Linked DNA regions of Mus musculus: region 2 is linked to region 1. Evidence: chromatin contacts called from public Hi-C data. All regions are on one chromosome and are shown on one strand. The core of a region is the stretch at or near the end of the contact, and the rest is flanking DNA. Distances in the headings are between cores, read along the strand shown.

Region 1 (3,432 bases), core at 851-3,350:
GGCACTATTTGAGGATTAGAAGGTATGGTCTTGTTGGAGGAAGTGTGTCAAGTGTGTCACCGTCGGTGAGCTTTGAGGTGTCAAAAGCCTATACCAGGCCATTGGGGAGTGCAGGGGATTGGGGGCGGGGGGTTGCTTTTCTGTCCACTTGCCTGCCTACAGATCAGGATACAGCTCTTAGTTACTTCTCCAGCACCATGCCTTCCTGCTCCCTGATGCCATGTTCCCTGCCATACTCACAGAGTTAGCCCCTGAAAGTTGAAGGCAAGCCCCAGATTAAACGTATTTCTTCTGTAAGAGTTGTTTTGGTTGGTACTGAGTAACTGAATTCTAACAGAACAGGGCCTTTGCATGAGTATGACACCAACTCTAACAATCCCAGAACCCTAACAATCGCAGCTCAGTCGATATGACCTATCCAACCTGCTTATTCTAAACATTATTTTAGTTCAGTGGGTCCTGAAAAACTTTTCAGAGATTTCTTCTGCAAAACAGCCCTAACCTCCAATTTATAGGATTATAATCTTTAAATGAACAACCAAGGCTTTGTTGTCGCTTCCAGGTGCATGGATATGGCTTCCAGTTTGGTGTTTCTATGGGATCCCTGGGTGTGCAGTTGGAAGCTCTCTGATTCTTGTGCCTTCTCTTGGGTTCTTTTTCGTCTGTTTGTTTTGTTCAATTCTGAGCACTAGCTTTTCTGTTTTACCTTATTATAATTTTACTATTCCACAGAAGCCTGTTTGTTTTCTAATGAGAAGCAGAAAAGGAATTTGATCCAGGTAGAAGGAGAGGTAGAGAGAAGCCAGGAGGAGTAGAGAGAGGGGAAACCATAGCCAGGATATATTATATTAGAAAAAAAATTTTTTTTTCAAAAAGAAAAAAGACTGTTTGTTACCTTGGTTTCAGCACAGGCTACATACTACAATGTAAAGAATAATATCAACTACCAAAGAAGAACACCAAGGCAATGCTGCCTATCCCAAGTAGAGTTTTGAGGGTAGCCTACACTTCATTTTATTATCAAGGCATTATAAAATGAAAACATAATTGCAAATCACTACAATAAATGATTTACAACTAAAAAAAGAGGATTCATAGGCCAACAAGGTGGCTTGGTGGGTAAAAATATTTGCTCCCAAGAAAGATGACCTGAGTTGAATTCTCAGAACCCATAGTGGAAGGAGACAATTCCCAATTGCACAATGAATGTTTTGGCTTTGTTTTTCAAAGTAGAGCTGGAAAGATGGCTAGGCAGTTAAGGCTACTTGCTGCTACTGTGAAGGGCCTGAGTTTGGCTTTAGTGCCCATATGGTGACTCACAAGCATCTGGAACTTCACTCCAGGAAAACAGATATTGTCCATTGGCACAAAGTGCACATACAAACATGCAGAAAAACACACTCATACATGTAAAATGAAAATAGATCTTTAGAAGAGAAAAAAGGCAGATGTAGTCAGTCCTCATAGGATAGTTTCTCTTTATCTTACACTGGATACTTAATCATCCTTTATTACTCAAAGAAAACAAATTGTTTTGCAGTGTGTTAGTGATATGCTAATGCATGTATGTGAGGCACAACAGTGATAAACTTAGCCACTATTTAATTACTCAAGTCCACTAATGAAAAAACACTAAGAACTCTTTAAACCTGGCAAAAAGAAAATATTTAAAGATTTACAGAATCTTCTAAAAGTTCTGAAAAATTAGTGACAATTATGAAAATGTATCATAGTGCCATCACACATAAAAATATACTTATGGGGCTGGAGAGATGGCTCAGCAGTTGAGAGCACTGACTGCTCTTCCAGAGGTCCTGAGTTCAATTCCCAGCAACCACATGGTGGCTCACAACCATCTGTAATGGGATCCGATGCCCTCTTCCGGTGTGTCTGAAGACAGCGACAGTGTACTCACATATATATAATAAATATTTAAAAATATATATATACTTATTCTTAAGTAAATAAAATCATTCATTCAGTAAAAGAAGAATTAAAGCTATGCTTTTTATAATTCCACTGGATTTCATTCCTGTGCCCAAGAAGAAACAGCTGATTCTATCAACAGCACATTTCCTCCTTCTTTTGAGGAACTCAACTCAAAATAGTATCTTCTGTTAAATTACGAATATAAATCACAACAAAGAAAAACTCTACTTACCTCTTCTTCCTCTTTCATGTGAGGAAGAAAATCTCTTGTAAAAGCCTCCAATCTCTCTTTCAGCTGTTTTGCATAATTTAACTGTTCGTACTCATTCTAGAAACAAAGAGTAATACACATTTAGCAGGAAGTAGAGACACTTATCTTTAATGCCAGAACTCAGGAGGCAGGAACAAATGGTTCTCTAAATTTGAGGTCAGCCTAGCCTACATAGCAAGTTCCAGACCAGCCAGGGCTACATAGTAGGATTCTGCCTCAAATATATGTAAGTTTTGCTTCACTGTAATGTTGTATAAAGGTTTGCTTCATTATATACTGCTTGATCACAGGAAGTCCATTTAGTTTTCTTTTAGCATAAAGATGTCCTTGGAGCCAGGGTGCAGCTCAGAGCTAGAGCACTTGCTAACGTGTCTACACTCTACAGTCAGCCTTGGCACACCACCTCCCACACACAGCCCTGAAACAAGCTCTGAGCTCCCTACTAACTCCAATTCTGGTTTTTAAATTTTACTAAAATAGAGAAAAGATATTTTAAAATATATTACAAATATACTATAAAGTTTTCATAATACATTTTATGTTATCCTAACAGGCCATAAATATTAATATCAACATTTCTAAAGGCAAGAAATTCACACTTTAATCATTCTAATTCTGGACACCTCTCAAGAGCCAAACATTTCTTTCACATATGAATTAAAATCAAACCTCTCTCTAATTTCTCCATCTTTTCCAATGTAAAAATATAGGGAGCATTCAAAATAGTGAAATACTTAAAACTATGATACTGTGGTGACCTGAAGGAGAATGTCCCCAAAGGCTCTGGTATCTGAGGTTTGGACCTGCTTAGCAGCACTGCCGGGGAGACTTAGGAGATGTGGCCCCACTCAAAGAAGTATGTCACTTGGGACAGACTTCAAGAGATTAAAAATCCTCATCATTTCTTGTTCATTTCAAGCTCAGTCTACTTCCTGTTTCCTGTGTGTGGTTTAAGATTTGAGTACTTTGCTCTCAGCTCCAATCACTATACCTGCCGGTTAACACACACACACACACACACACACACACACACACGGAAGGAGGCATAAGCTCTAAATAAACCCTTCTAAGTTTTCTTGGTCATGGTGCTTTATTACAGCAATAAAAAGTAACTAAGACAAGTACTAATTTATCTCTGTCAGGACCTGATTTTTCTTTTAGATAATTTATTCAATTACTTTCCAATATTCAGTTCACTGTTGAACTCTGCTGAGACTTTGACATATCCCTTA
Region 2 (3,433 bases), core at 215-2,714, 110 kb after region 1:
AATTGCTATGGTGTTTTCTCCTTCTCACCAGAATGTGTCAGATGTGGTGTACACACCGGGAGACAGTGACCTCCATATATTGTCCTGATATGTTTTCTGTTGCTATGATAAACACCATGACCAAAACCAACTCAGAGACCAAAAGGGAATATTTGATCCTCCAGCTCACAGTCCATTACTGAAGGAGGCAGGAATTAGCAGAGTTACACCAAGGCAGAAAATGAAGTGGAACCGTCGAGGAACGCCGCTTCCTGGTTTGCTCCCTCGGCTTGCTCTGCTGTCTTATGTAGCCTAGGCTTGCCTGCCAAGGGTGGCGCTGGCAACCATGATCTGGGCCCTTTCACATCTACCAGCAATCAAGAAATTGTCCCACAGATGTGCCCATAGAGCAGTCTAATAGACATAGTTCCACACTTAACCTCCCCTCTTCCAGGTATGTGTAGCTTGTTGACAAAACTATATGACCAAGTTGACAAAAACTAACCAGCACAGTGATCCAAAAATCTATTGAAATTATTAGTCTAATAGCAGGAAAGACTCAAGATATACACTTCCGTGGGTACTACCCTCTCCTTGGCACTGTTGAACTAACTCTCTCTCTCTCTCTCTCTCTCTCTCTCTCTCTCTCTTTCTCTCTCTCTCTCTCTCACACACACACACACACACACACACACACACGTCTCTCTGTCTCTGCTGTCTCTGTCTCTCTTTCACTTTCCTTTCTCATTATATCTATCAACCAAATATTAAGAAGTAATTTCTGTCTTTGGCACTTATATATGAAATTCATAGCAAAACTGATCATCTTGGTTCCTGGGAGTAAGCTGAATTACCCATCAGTGTATGGAAGTTGGTGAACACTCCTTGGGAGTTCTTCAAGGACAGAGGCAGAAAACAGATGGTAGAGATTTAAAGTCACAAGGGGATGCCGAGGCTTAGGTAAGGACAGTAGATTGTATCTGGAAACTGCCTTCTTGCTGTAACCCTGTTTTCAAAGGCATTCTGGACTGTAGGGGTCTGAACACATTCACAGCTGAGAACCATGTACTCTGCACTTGCCAAGTTACCTTTTCCTCATTCTTCATATTCCAAGGGGTTCTTCTCCATCCTCATTTCCCCAACCTCAAGCAGTATCTTTTGTCAGTCTCTTAAGGGTAAGAAAGTTACATAATGGACATTTAAAGCACAGTGAGATGTCCCTGAACGTTAGGGGCATCTCTTATTGTTCAATAATACAATAGAGAGAAATCTGCCATCTGTGTCACAGCTTTCTTTCTGTGTTTAAAGAAGTAGCCAGTTACAGAAAAATGGTTACAAAAAACACCTCCCTTAACTTCTTTCCCCTTTTCTCAGAGAGTAATCCTGCCCTTTGTTTCTCTCACAGCTTTCTAGAAGGGTTCCCAGCACAAGGCAGCATATGATCTTGTTTTCAACGTCTTTTCTCACTTCCCTATTCCTCCCCAGTTAACAGTGGTTGCTTCGATGAGCACAGCTGGGTCTCACTTTCACAGTCAATGGACCCACAGTTAATACATTTACTGTCCTCTAGATTCACACCCAGGGACATTTGTGGTGTTTTCATATTTGCAATATTTCCTAAGTAATGCTTAAGATAAAGTGTGTGTGTGTGTGTGTATTAGAATTCTAAGAGCAAATTTGCTAAGTTAAAACATATATTATTTTTTATTTTGAAAAACCCAAAGCCCTATTTCTCTTCACGGGGCTGTTCTCTTCTCAACACAGGGAGGATTCCTGTCTCCTCACACCCTGCCTCTTTCAGGGGCCCCTGTCTTGCTGTTCAGCACTCTGGTAAGAGAAAGTACTGGCTCCAGCTGTTCTTAATTTGTGCTCCTTGCACACTTTCACTCTGTGGAATTAACTATTCTGCCTTTTGTTTTTTTTCCTGGTGAAGTATATCTTACAGTCTGGATGGCATTTATCTATGTACAAATATGAGCCATAGAATGTACCACAGTTGCTTCCACTGGCTTCTTAGTTTGCTAAAACTAAAACAGACACTTACTAAACACCGCTTCAACAATAGAAATGTACTTCCTGGCAGTCCTGAATTCTGGGAGTCAAAAGTGAAGATGGCTGCAGGGGTGACTTCTGGAGGCTGTGAGGAACTCTGTTCCATGCCCTTTTACCAGCTCTTGGGATCTTTAGACATTCTTGCATGGGTTCAAGGAGTTCTGTTAGTCTTCATATTATATATTGTATTCTCTCTGTACATACATGTTTGTCTTTATAGCCAACTTTTCCTTTCTGTCTCTGTCTCTGTCTCTGTCTCCGTCTCTCTGTGTGTGTATGCATATGTATGTGCATGTACCTGTGAATGTCTGTGTATGTATTGTGTGTGTCTGTTTGTGCTCGTGTCCGTATGTGTGTGTGCATGTGCTCGAGAGGGCGTTTGTGTCTATATGGCCAGAGAACAACACTGGTTGTCTTTCTCTCTTGCTCTTCATTTTATTGTGAAGCAAGGGCTCTCACTGAACCTGGGATTTTGGCTAGACTGGCTGGCCGCTGAGGGCTGTGGGCTTCATCTCTGCTCCCCACATTCAGCTGTGCCTAACTTTTACGTGAATGCTGAGGACTTGAACTCAGGTCCTCAAGCTGACAGCATGCACTTTACCCACTGAGCCGTCTCCTCAGCCTCAGTCTCTCAGCCATATGGAATGTGGAACTGTCTCAATGACTTCATATAAAGTCGATCATCTACAAAGATGGGTTTTAGCAGTGTAAAAAATTTTCAAGCTAAAGTATAATTACATCACTTTCTTTCCTTTCCTCCTTTCCCACTACCATGATCTTCCTCTAATATTCATCTCCAATTGACAGCCTCTTTGGATGAATTCACCTCACCCTTGAATGAGCCCCCTAATTGATTACCTAATACAAAATGGTCATTACTGAAATAATTTAGTCCCAAGCCACACTAAATGTGCTCAACAGGTATATATAAAGAGAGAGAGGGAGGGAGAGAGAGAGAGAGAGAGAGAGAGAGAGAGAAATATTCTGTGAATATCTTATTTCCAAATAAGAATACAATCAGAGATAGTGGGGTAAGGTTTGAACATCTTGGTGAGGACGCAGTTCAACCCACCACACTGGGTATGCCAATTAAATGTTTTGGAGCTATATTCAATAGAGCTCAAAAAAAGACTTTAAGTGAGAGATGTATAATATCTATATAATGAGATACCCAGAAGTGTGGTGACTTCAGGGTTAGCTTAGCGGATCAGTGAGAGTCAGGCTCTTTGTTTCTAGTCTTTCATCTCCTGGGGCATCTTTTATCCTCAAGCCTTTGTCAAAAAATGGCTGCAGCAATTCTAACCACTGTGTGCTCACATAATCACATCTCGAGTAAAAAAGATCAGGAGGACTGGCATTCATTTTGGGACTCCTCTCATTCCATAACAATGTCTTTCCAGGA

The links. A called contact is a pair of places that touch in the nucleus more often than the background predicts.
Region 2: a Hi-C map of B cells shows a contact between it and region 1, with 1.7 times the contacts expected there. The contact joins two enhancer-like sites. A contact is called at or near these places in 11 of 484 Hi-C or Micro-C datasets (B cells, the C10 cell line, ECoMG myeloid progenitors and 8 more), 3 of 115 datasets of contacts at active chromatin or transcription factors (bone marrow-derived dendritic cells, embryonic stem cells and large pre-B cells) and 3 of 9 other capture datasets (adipose tissue, liver and pancreatic islet).

Annotation. Positions count from the first base shown.
Region 1 is chr5:43,768,576-43,772,007 of GRCm38.p6, forward strand. It overlaps Fbxl5 (F-box and leucine-rich repeat protein 5), which reads right to left. Exons shown (of 11, transcript NM_001159963.1): 3 at 2,162-2,257. Among named protein-coding and RNA genes, the nearest start is that of Fbxl5, 12 kb to the right of the region's middle. Within about 2 kb of position 2,101, at least 42 of the 459 cell types and tissues checked have an H3K27ac peak or open chromatin away from gene starts, as enhancers often do. A contact at or near this core is called in B cells, bone marrow-derived dendritic cells and peritoneal macrophages, where this site is marked.
Region 2 is chr5:43,883,802-43,887,234 of GRCm38.p6, forward strand. All of the region lies in intron 1 of Cd38 (CD38 antigen), which reads left to right. Among named protein-coding and RNA genes, the nearest start is that of Cd38, 17 kb to the left of the region's middle. Within about 2 kb of position 1,465, at least 51 of the 459 cell types and tissues checked have an H3K27ac peak or open chromatin away from gene starts, as enhancers often do. A contact at or near this core is called in B cells, bone marrow-derived dendritic cells and peritoneal macrophages, where this site is marked.